3 separate regions of the Mus musculus genome follow, and all the other regions are linked to region 3. Evidence: chromatin contacts called from public HiChIP or PLAC-seq data. All regions are on one chromosome and are shown on one strand. The core of a region is the stretch at or near the end of the contact, and the rest is flanking DNA. Distances in the headings are between cores, read along the strand shown. Region 1 overlaps Gm39163 (a long non-coding RNA gene). Region 2 overlaps Prag1 (PEAK1 related kinase activating pseudokinase 1). Region 3 holds the start of 5430403N17Rik (RIKEN cDNA 5430403N17 gene).

Evidence for each region. HiChIP or PLAC-seq counts read pairs in DNA pulled down with a chosen protein or histone mark.
Region 1: a FOXA1 HiChIP or PLAC-seq map of pancreatic cancer cells shows a contact between it and region 3. The contact joins the enhancer-like site here to the promoter of 5430403N17Rik in region 3. A contact is called at or near these places in 1 of 484 Hi-C or Micro-C datasets (nephron progenitors), 3 of 115 datasets of contacts at active chromatin or transcription factors (embryonic stem cells and pancreatic cancer cells) and 1 of 9 other capture datasets (embryonic stem cells).
Region 2: an H3K27ac HiChIP or PLAC-seq map of heart atrium shows a contact between it and region 3, with 5 times the contacts expected there. The contact joins the enhancer-like site here to the promoter of 5430403N17Rik in region 3. A contact is called at or near these places in 5 of 115 datasets of contacts at active chromatin or transcription factors (bone marrow-derived macrophages, cardiomyocytes, embryonic basal ganglia and 2 more) and 1 of 9 other capture datasets (embryonic stem cells).

What each region holds. Positions count from the first base shown.
Region 1 is chr8:36,072,191-36,074,890 of GRCm38.p6, reverse strand. It overlaps Gm39163 (a long non-coding RNA gene), which reads right to left. Exons shown (of 3, transcript XR_870358.2): 3 at 1,284-1,347. Among named protein-coding and RNA genes, the nearest start is that of Gm39163, 7.2 kb to the right of the region's middle. Within about 2 kb of position 1,435, at least 22 of the 459 cell types and tissues checked have an H3K27ac peak or open chromatin away from gene starts, as enhancers often do. A contact at or near this core is called in pancreatic cancer cells, where this site is marked.
Region 2 is chr8:36,121,189-36,123,888 of GRCm38.p6, reverse strand. The region is part of intron 3 of Prag1 (PEAK1 related kinase activating pseudokinase 1); the gene reads right to left. Among named protein-coding and RNA genes, the nearest start is that of Prag1, 28 kb to the right of the region's middle. Within about 2 kb of position 1,343, at least 186 of the 459 cell types and tissues checked have an H3K27ac peak or open chromatin away from gene starts, as enhancers often do. A contact at or near this core is called in bone marrow-derived macrophages, cardiomyocytes and heart atrium, where this site is marked.
Region 3 is chr8:35,881,623-35,884,322 of GRCm38.p6, reverse strand. It overlaps 5430403N17Rik (RIKEN cDNA 5430403N17 gene), which reads left to right and starts at 1,366. Exons shown (of 3, transcript NR_046181.1): 1 at 1,366-1,470.

The DNA of each region.
Region 1 (2,700 bases), core at 186-2,685, 190 kb before region 3:
CTAAGACCTCTGACAGGATTCTACTTTGACCCCTTGTAGATTACAAAGGGGACATTCTTTTTTCAAGACAGCCATGGAGATCAGCTTAATCACTCTCAGATTATGGTTTGTTAACTATTTATAACTTTGAGTTGACGAAAAAAAAAAACAAAAACAAAAACAAACAGAACCAGACCCCCTCTAGTCAAATTCCCAAGGACCAAATGGAAAACAAAACAAAACAAAAAACAAAAAAAGAAGAACTCAGTAACTTTCTTAACACTTGGTTTCCACTCAAATATTTGACTAAATATTGTAGAAAGCAATGTATCATTATTGTTACCTCTACAAATCCCTTCTGCTCAATGGGTTTGATCAGGAGAGAGCTCTTTCAAGGACTCCAATTTGTACTACTAATACAAATGCCTCATTTTGTATTTGTAGAGGGTGTTGCTAAAAAAGAGGTCAGGTCATTATAAGGCAGTTTGGTTGAGTCCATTACACTTGACACCTCTGAAAGCTGATCGAAGGTATCAACTTCCAGATTCATTTCAAGACACACAGGGAGTCTTCTGGAAATGATGATCAAGTTTTGAGCATGGAAAAGCAGCACAGAGAGGCACCTCCACCTTAAAAGCATCCATAGGTTCAGTATTTCCTCATGAGCATCCTCCGAAGTCTCTAGCCACATCCTCATACAGTGACATTGGGTTACCCTCCCTCTCACCTGCTTCTCTTACACATTCTGCTGCTGATATCTGCTGTCATTTATGTTGGTTTCCCTAAATGCCCACCAGAGAAGATGCCCACCAAGTACTTTGGAAAGAAAAGAGAGAGAGGCATGAAGAATGGAGAATGAAAGCAAAAGTTCACTTATCACATCTACAAAGACACTGGGGGAGATAGAACTTGTATGTAGTCTGATAAAACAAAACATTAACATTTAATAGGAGAATAAAATATTTATAGCCAAGAAAGATTTACTTAGGATCAAAATACAATTTATAATTTAACAGGTGCTATATGGGCCTTATGCAAAGAAAAATGAGTGTAATACAATGGGATTGCAAGTCATAAATATAAACTAAATGGGTAAGTTTTCATTACTAAGAATGGCCTATAATATTAGCTATGCAGAGAAGAGAACATAAAATAAAGGGGCTACTAAAATCTGTTTCTTGAGTGACTACACAGTCTCCGTAAACTTCTAAAAGATTTTAAAAGTCAACAAAGAACTATTATTGAAATAAAGACTCCTTACTTATCATATTTATATTTTATAAAAACAAAATACTTTAGTCAGTCTTACCGATAAGTGGTTGATTTAATTCTTTGTAAATGACGGGCTTTTCTTTTTCTCCTTTGTAACTGGAACAAAGCAAACACGTGGGTTAATCATTAACGGACTCCCCAAGCCTTCCTTCTTCTTCCACTCCTTAAACAACAAGATCATAAATCTTTGAGCTTCTCTTGGCGTTATCTCGGCTGAGGTTCAGAGTTTAACATTGTGTTCCATGAGCCACAAGCCTTGCCACCAAAGAGCTCCTGAGTGCAGACAGTCACCAGCCACCCAGACTGCCTTCAAACCCATTTCTCTAAGGATTCACACGTATGTGGTTACATTATGGAAAAAATAAGTAAATAAAACTTTACATTTTGGACCAGTTTTGGATTTTTCTGTTGCTGTGATGAAATACTCTGGACAAAAGCAACTTAAAGGTTTAGTTGGCTCCCAGTTCCAAATTAAAGTCCACCATTGCAGAGTGGCAGGAGCATGAGAGAAGTCACATTCTAGCCTTCCACTGAATTATTGCATGCGAGTTCTTGCTTACTGTTTTTACAGTTCTTCCTCTACTGATGTCCAGCCCAGGGTCCTCTGCCTAGGGAATGGCACCACCCACAATTAGAGTGGGCTTTCCACTTTAATTAAGGAGATCAAGACCATTCTTCACATACATTCCCAGAAGTTAACCTTAAGGTCAATAATACCTCACAGGTGTGCCTGAGGCCTGCCTCCTTGGTGTCAAGCTGGCAGATTTATAAAGGGGGGAAAATGTAAGTATAATTTAGAAAACCCCTACATTCCCTGAATCTAGTGTCCCATGTTACTATGGTCTGTTTGCTATAATTCATACATCAATATTAACGCAGTATAAAGAATACAAGTCTACAGTGTATTTATGTATATTTCCTTAGTTCTTAAGTAATTGGTCTCCCCCCCCCCCGCTTTATTCTGGTTTTGGGCCCCGTTCCAGGCAATATGTGACAGCTATCAGATGTTCTTAAGCACCTTGGTTGATGACTTTGACCGTTTATGAGATGAGGTGTAGTCACCTGTCTTGTAGAATGTAGCTTAAGTGGAATTCATCCCCCTTCTCTCATGACCCCACATAGGTTTGAGGAGCAAGCAAGAGTCTGGCTGAATTGAACCCACTGGATCTGTTCTTATTGTGACTGTTGACTGTTGTTGGCTGTGATCTCTGAGGGAGCGTTTTGTTTGCTTTAGCAAGCAGTCACTTTCCTCTCCCTTTGCACATACTCTCTGGGAGAAGTTAGTTACCCTGTACAACCTATACTCAACAAGTATTGGTCTCACCTCCATCAGGGACATGATGCACTTTGAGTATTTGATTTCCCCTCGTGTGCAAATATTTCTTCCTTACCTCGTTCCTCTTACTCTGTGTTCTTCTACCTCAAAACCTGAAACCCGTGTGGAGTCAA
Region 2 (2,700 bases), core at 94-2,593, 240 kb before region 3:
GCAGACACCAAACCCAGACACTATTTTGGATGCCAAGAAGTGCTTGCTGACAAGAGCTGTCTCCTGAGAGGCTCTGCCAGATCCTGACCAATACAGATGTGGATGCTCACAATCATCCATTGGACTGAGCACAGGAACCCTAAGGGAGGAGTGAGGGGAAGGACTAAAGGAGCTGAAGGGGCCTTTTCTGGCATCAATGGGAGGGGAGGCCCTTGATTCTGTAAGGGCTTGATCCCCCAGTGTAGAGGAACGCTAGGGCGGTGAGGACGGAGTGGGTAGGTGGATGAGGGAGCATCTCATAGGAGCAGGGTAAGGGGGGAATGGGATAGGAGGTTTGCAGAGGGGAAACTGGGAAAAGGGATAGCATTTGAAATGTAAATAAATGAAATATCCAATCAAAACAAACAAACAAACAAACAAACAAACAAACAAAACCAAAAAAAGAGCATCCAACTCCCAGAAGCGATGGTGCTCCCAGAAGAGCATCAACAGCTGGCACCCTGGGAACCTGGGCCACCTGACCTCTTTGAAGATTGCCACTTTAATCAGGGGATGAGCCAAACCACATCACATTTTAAAATGAAAGGCAAGCTTGCCATCAAAGCCCAGTCTTACAATCAAGACGGTTTTGATTCTTCGGTCTGTGTGTGCAACAGACTTCTTAAGACTCTCTGAGAAAAAAAATAAAAAGCTTAAAATCCCAAAGGTAGCTTGTGAGCCTCAGCAGAGTGTTCTGTCAGATGTAAGGCCAAGCGCCAACAGGCGTGGGTTAACCATGTATAACAAGGCTCCACTAATAACGATAATTTGATTTGTTTTGATTTTGATTCCCCAAGCTGGTGCAAACCCTCTATCAAATGAAATCTGTCGTCCCATGACTTAAGGAAGTAACTTCAATGGACAAAACCCACATACACTAGTCTTTCCTCTTCGGTGGGGGAAATAAGCCCCATGATGTCTGCTCCGTGCTGTGACACACGACCTATTCTTGCTCAGACTTCCTTTCCCAACTCCCTCTGTCCATTGTGTGCAAGGTCACGGCAGATCTGTGTAGAAACGCAGAACTCGGTGGCACGGCACCCAACCACATCTCACTCTGCAGCTGCTACCGGGTGCTTTCAGAATGGCTTTTCCCTCCATTGTCCCGAGAGAGCGAAGTTTTGTAAGAGTGATCTCTACACTACGCTGGGAGAAAGCTTAAAAAAAAAATCAGCCGGAAGAGCCATCTGCCAGACTTCCTCATTCATGGGGACAGGCCTCATCTAAAAATACCCTCAGAGTCTCCGGAATGAGAGCTTTCAGAATGGCTGCAATCCTTCACGGAGGCCATGTGCCAGTGTGTGGCATGAGGCCGTATCTTCAGCTTCATATTGCCGCCCCTGGTGACAGCACAGTACACAGTGTGACTGAGGAAGCGAACTCATTCTCCCAGCTGGATTTAGTTTACTTCCTACACACTTAGCCAAGAGCTTCCTGCCTCCGTAGCTACACATTTGAAAAGACAAATAAGCCCTGTATTGGCGTTTGAAGCAAACTCCTTTAATTTTGACAAACACACCACCAAATGGCTAGAATAGATCACATCTCCCTTTAAGTTTAGTGATAACATGTCAAAGACCTAATGAGAGAACTTATAAAAGACTAACATTCCTGTCCCAGAAGTAGAAGCCTCTTAAACATTTCTGCGCACCTTTCAAAACCACTCAGCATTGGCTTCAGATTCGAGCCATCGGCTAATGCCTCAATGACCAGTGAACACACAGCTCTTACCATGCTAACCCCCAGCCGGAGATGTGATCCTCATCAGGGTGGCCTGGCAAGCCCCGGGACAGGCCGGCCAGTGACTTCAAGCCAGCCAGTGACTTCAGGTAGCATGGAGCTCCAGCTGTGGTCCAGAGTGCGTTCTTCTACTGCTGTGAGTCCCCAGCTCCCAGCTCCGCTTCCCTTAGTTCCTCTCTGACTTTTCTATAAAATGCACTTCCTGAGGGAGCACAGGAAAGCAGGGACGGCTCTGCCTCTGACCCGCGCCTTTAATCACCAATTGTCTTTTTTGGCCGGCTCTAAAAATACATTACGTTTCTCTACTTACTTTCTAGTACTAAGGCCCCCCCCTCTCTGAAAATTAATTAAGTCATTCAGATTTGCTTGGTAGATAGAAACACCCCTTTTGGAGTTTCTTTCAGATGTCCGAGTTAATTGCAACACATTCTCCTTGCTGTCTATCTGCAGTAGCATTTCTAAGATCCCTGACAACACACACACACACACACACACACACACACACACGTTGCCTGCTCTGTGCTGGGTGTTGCTGGAGGATGCAACCATGAATGGGATCGGCATAACCCCTGTGCTTCGACAAACCTGCAAATGGTAGGAAAATATTTCTCAAGCTATTTTAGGGAGAACACAAGCCACGTCGTTACGTTAGAACGTCTTGCAATTCTGGCTCAGACTCTTTCTAGAACAATGTTATCATTGCGACAGCTGAATGCAGACTCCTACACCGAGTGCCCACAGGGATTCTTTATCTTGCTTGCCATATTTCTGTCACTTGCACGGGACAGAAGAACAAATCACAGGCTTTCTTTGGCATGCTCATTTTGAAATATTCTCCTCTAATATCTACAAACACATTAGAAAACACCAGAGGGTAGAAGTCGGGTAGGCTGGTATATGTCTATAACCCCATGCTGGGCA
Region 3 (2,700 bases), core at 117-2,616:
TTCCCTCCGAAGAAGTCTAAATCATCCACTAAAAGGCTATCTGTCTTAAATAGCCCGTGCTCACTTGCCTGTAAACGACTTCAGTGGAATCATACCTTCAAATATGCTTTCACCCATAAGTTCTGTAAAACAACCAAACCATCACTGGATTGTCAACTTTCTATAATGTCCCAGGCTACCCCGTAACAAGGAGCAAGGGTGTACCTAACATCCGCTAATAATTTGCCAACCACACAACAAACCATGCAGCTTGTTATCCACAGACTTACCATGCAGCAAAGCACACCTGTAAGAAACACCAGGCGAAGTATGGAAAAACCCACTGTTGAAAGGAAAACAAACACACAAAAAAACTGAACCCCTGTAGTATGCCATTGTATTCAAAGCTTTGCCAGAAAGAAAAGAACACACACACACAGACACACACACACACACAGAGACACACACACACACAGACACACACACACACACAGAGACACACAGACACACACACACACACACACACACACACACACACACACACACACACACGAGTATTATCTCACCTTCCCCTTTTCTTAGCCTTATGGCTGGATGATTAAGATTGCCTCTTTCTAGAAGATTTAGGAATGCCTATTCATCTAACAAATTTGACTTAGCTTCTGTTTTGATCTGAGCATTGTGGTAGGCACCCTAAAGAAAGGAATTAATAAGTGCCATTGCCTGCCTTTGAATTGCTCACCATGACAAAAGGAGGCGCAGACAGCAGTAACCAACCTGTCCAAACACACAAGGCACTACTGGAAACTATGAAATATATGTTGTCTCCAGGGTCAGGATCATAATTTTAAAATAAATAAATAAATAAACAAACAGGACTTCCCAGCTGCAAATCCTCATAAACAATCCCTTTCCCCCAGGACAACAGTCAATCTTTGGTAAGAAAAACAGGAAGCATCCAATTCAGGCTCCCGGTGGAAGGATGCAGGCTGAATATTCATTAGGGTGGGGGGTGGATGGGAGCAGGAGAAGGGAAATGGCAGGCAGCCAGGGACGCTCACTGCATCCCATCTCTCAAACTACCGAGATGTGGGTTTTTTTTTTCCCCTACAGCCTCCTTGGAAGAAGGACAGTGAAACTGTCCTGTTGTGATATGAAATATGACCACAATAACTAGGTTAGATAATAAACTATTCTTTATTTGCTAATAATTGTCAGCTCACAGGGTCTGTACACGTATTAACACTGAAACATTAAAAAAAAAAAAAAAAGAAAAGAAAAAAGAAAGAAACGTTTGCTTTCCACGCCGTCGTCGCCTAAGGGGAATAAAAAGAATTCGGAGGCTGCATAAAACTGTAATTATGATGCAACACAGCCAGGAGAGCTAACAAAGAATCTGCTTTCCCTTTGTGTTGTTAACTGAGTTAGTTCTTCCAACTTTCTGCTGCTGACAATGGTAACACTGGGCTTCGCTGAATGCTGGGTGGACAGGTAAGCCTGGGGGCAGGTGGCCCGAGGGGGAATGCACACAGCTGTGCTATAAGGCTGACTCTAGAAGGAGGATGGTCATCATTTTCCCTTCATTTCTCTGAAAAGGAAAGGAAGACATGTTTATGAGCAGTATAATTAACAGCTGGGTACCTTGTTGAATTAAGACATTATCACTGGATGAAGTTTTTTTAAAGGGGCAGCTAAAAAACTCCAAAGGCGAGTGACATGCTATTTCTCCTTTGGTGAAATTAGCCAATTAAAGTCAGATTTAGATGTGTGTGTGTGTATATATATATATATACACAAACACAGGTTTATTGCAAAGCTGCTGTCAGGTGTGTTCACTGGCCCCAATGACTGAGGCCATAAAAGTCACCATGGAAAGGGAAAGAGAGCAGAGGGGGAAGAGAAAACTCAGAGAAAGAGAAGGAGAGAAAGGAGAGACCAAAATGTCTGGATTACATAGGGAAGAGCCTCTGACAGAAGGGCAGCCCAGTCACTGGGCTGAAAAGTTCCGGGTTGGGAGCAGGGCATGCCATGTAGGGACTGAGGGATGCTGGGAGAACATGGACACCAGGTCTGCTTTGGTATGTAAAATATGTCCTAGGGTATGAAATCAAACAGTGACCCAGTGGGGAAGAAAAACGGACTTTACGATAAGAACTGAAAAATACTTGCTGGCAATGTTGAAGTAGAAGTTAAATGTATTTGGCTGAATTTCATAAAGGAAATCAATGTTCCCATTAGCTAAATCTAAGGTCATCTGAGTTCGTTTTCTAGTCCTTGACAATGTATAAGCTCCAACACCCCCATTCTTTCAGAGTGAGTCACAGCTGCCTCACCTTCCTTCCACCCCGCCTCTAGCCAGCATCCTTCCAACTCCCAGATGTGCACACAACCCTTTGTGTTCAGGTTTTTCCTCCCACATCTTCCTGGGGGAATAGGAGAGGGTGTGGCAGTGCTGGTCTGATTCCCTTACAGTTCCACTCTGGGGTCAGTCCCTCCTCTAGCTTTTAATGGGTGGCCATTCACACCGTGCTGGTTCCAGTGAGGTGGAGAAAGTTCCATGAGGCAATGCCACTACATCTGATATCACCTCCTCCCCAAATGATACTCAAGTGAAACTTCCCTCTCTCCCCACCCCCACAATATGTAGACAAAACCAATGTCTTCCTTCTCCATCCAGACTCATAAGTAGAACCTGGATATGAAGGAGACCCGAGAAAGCCA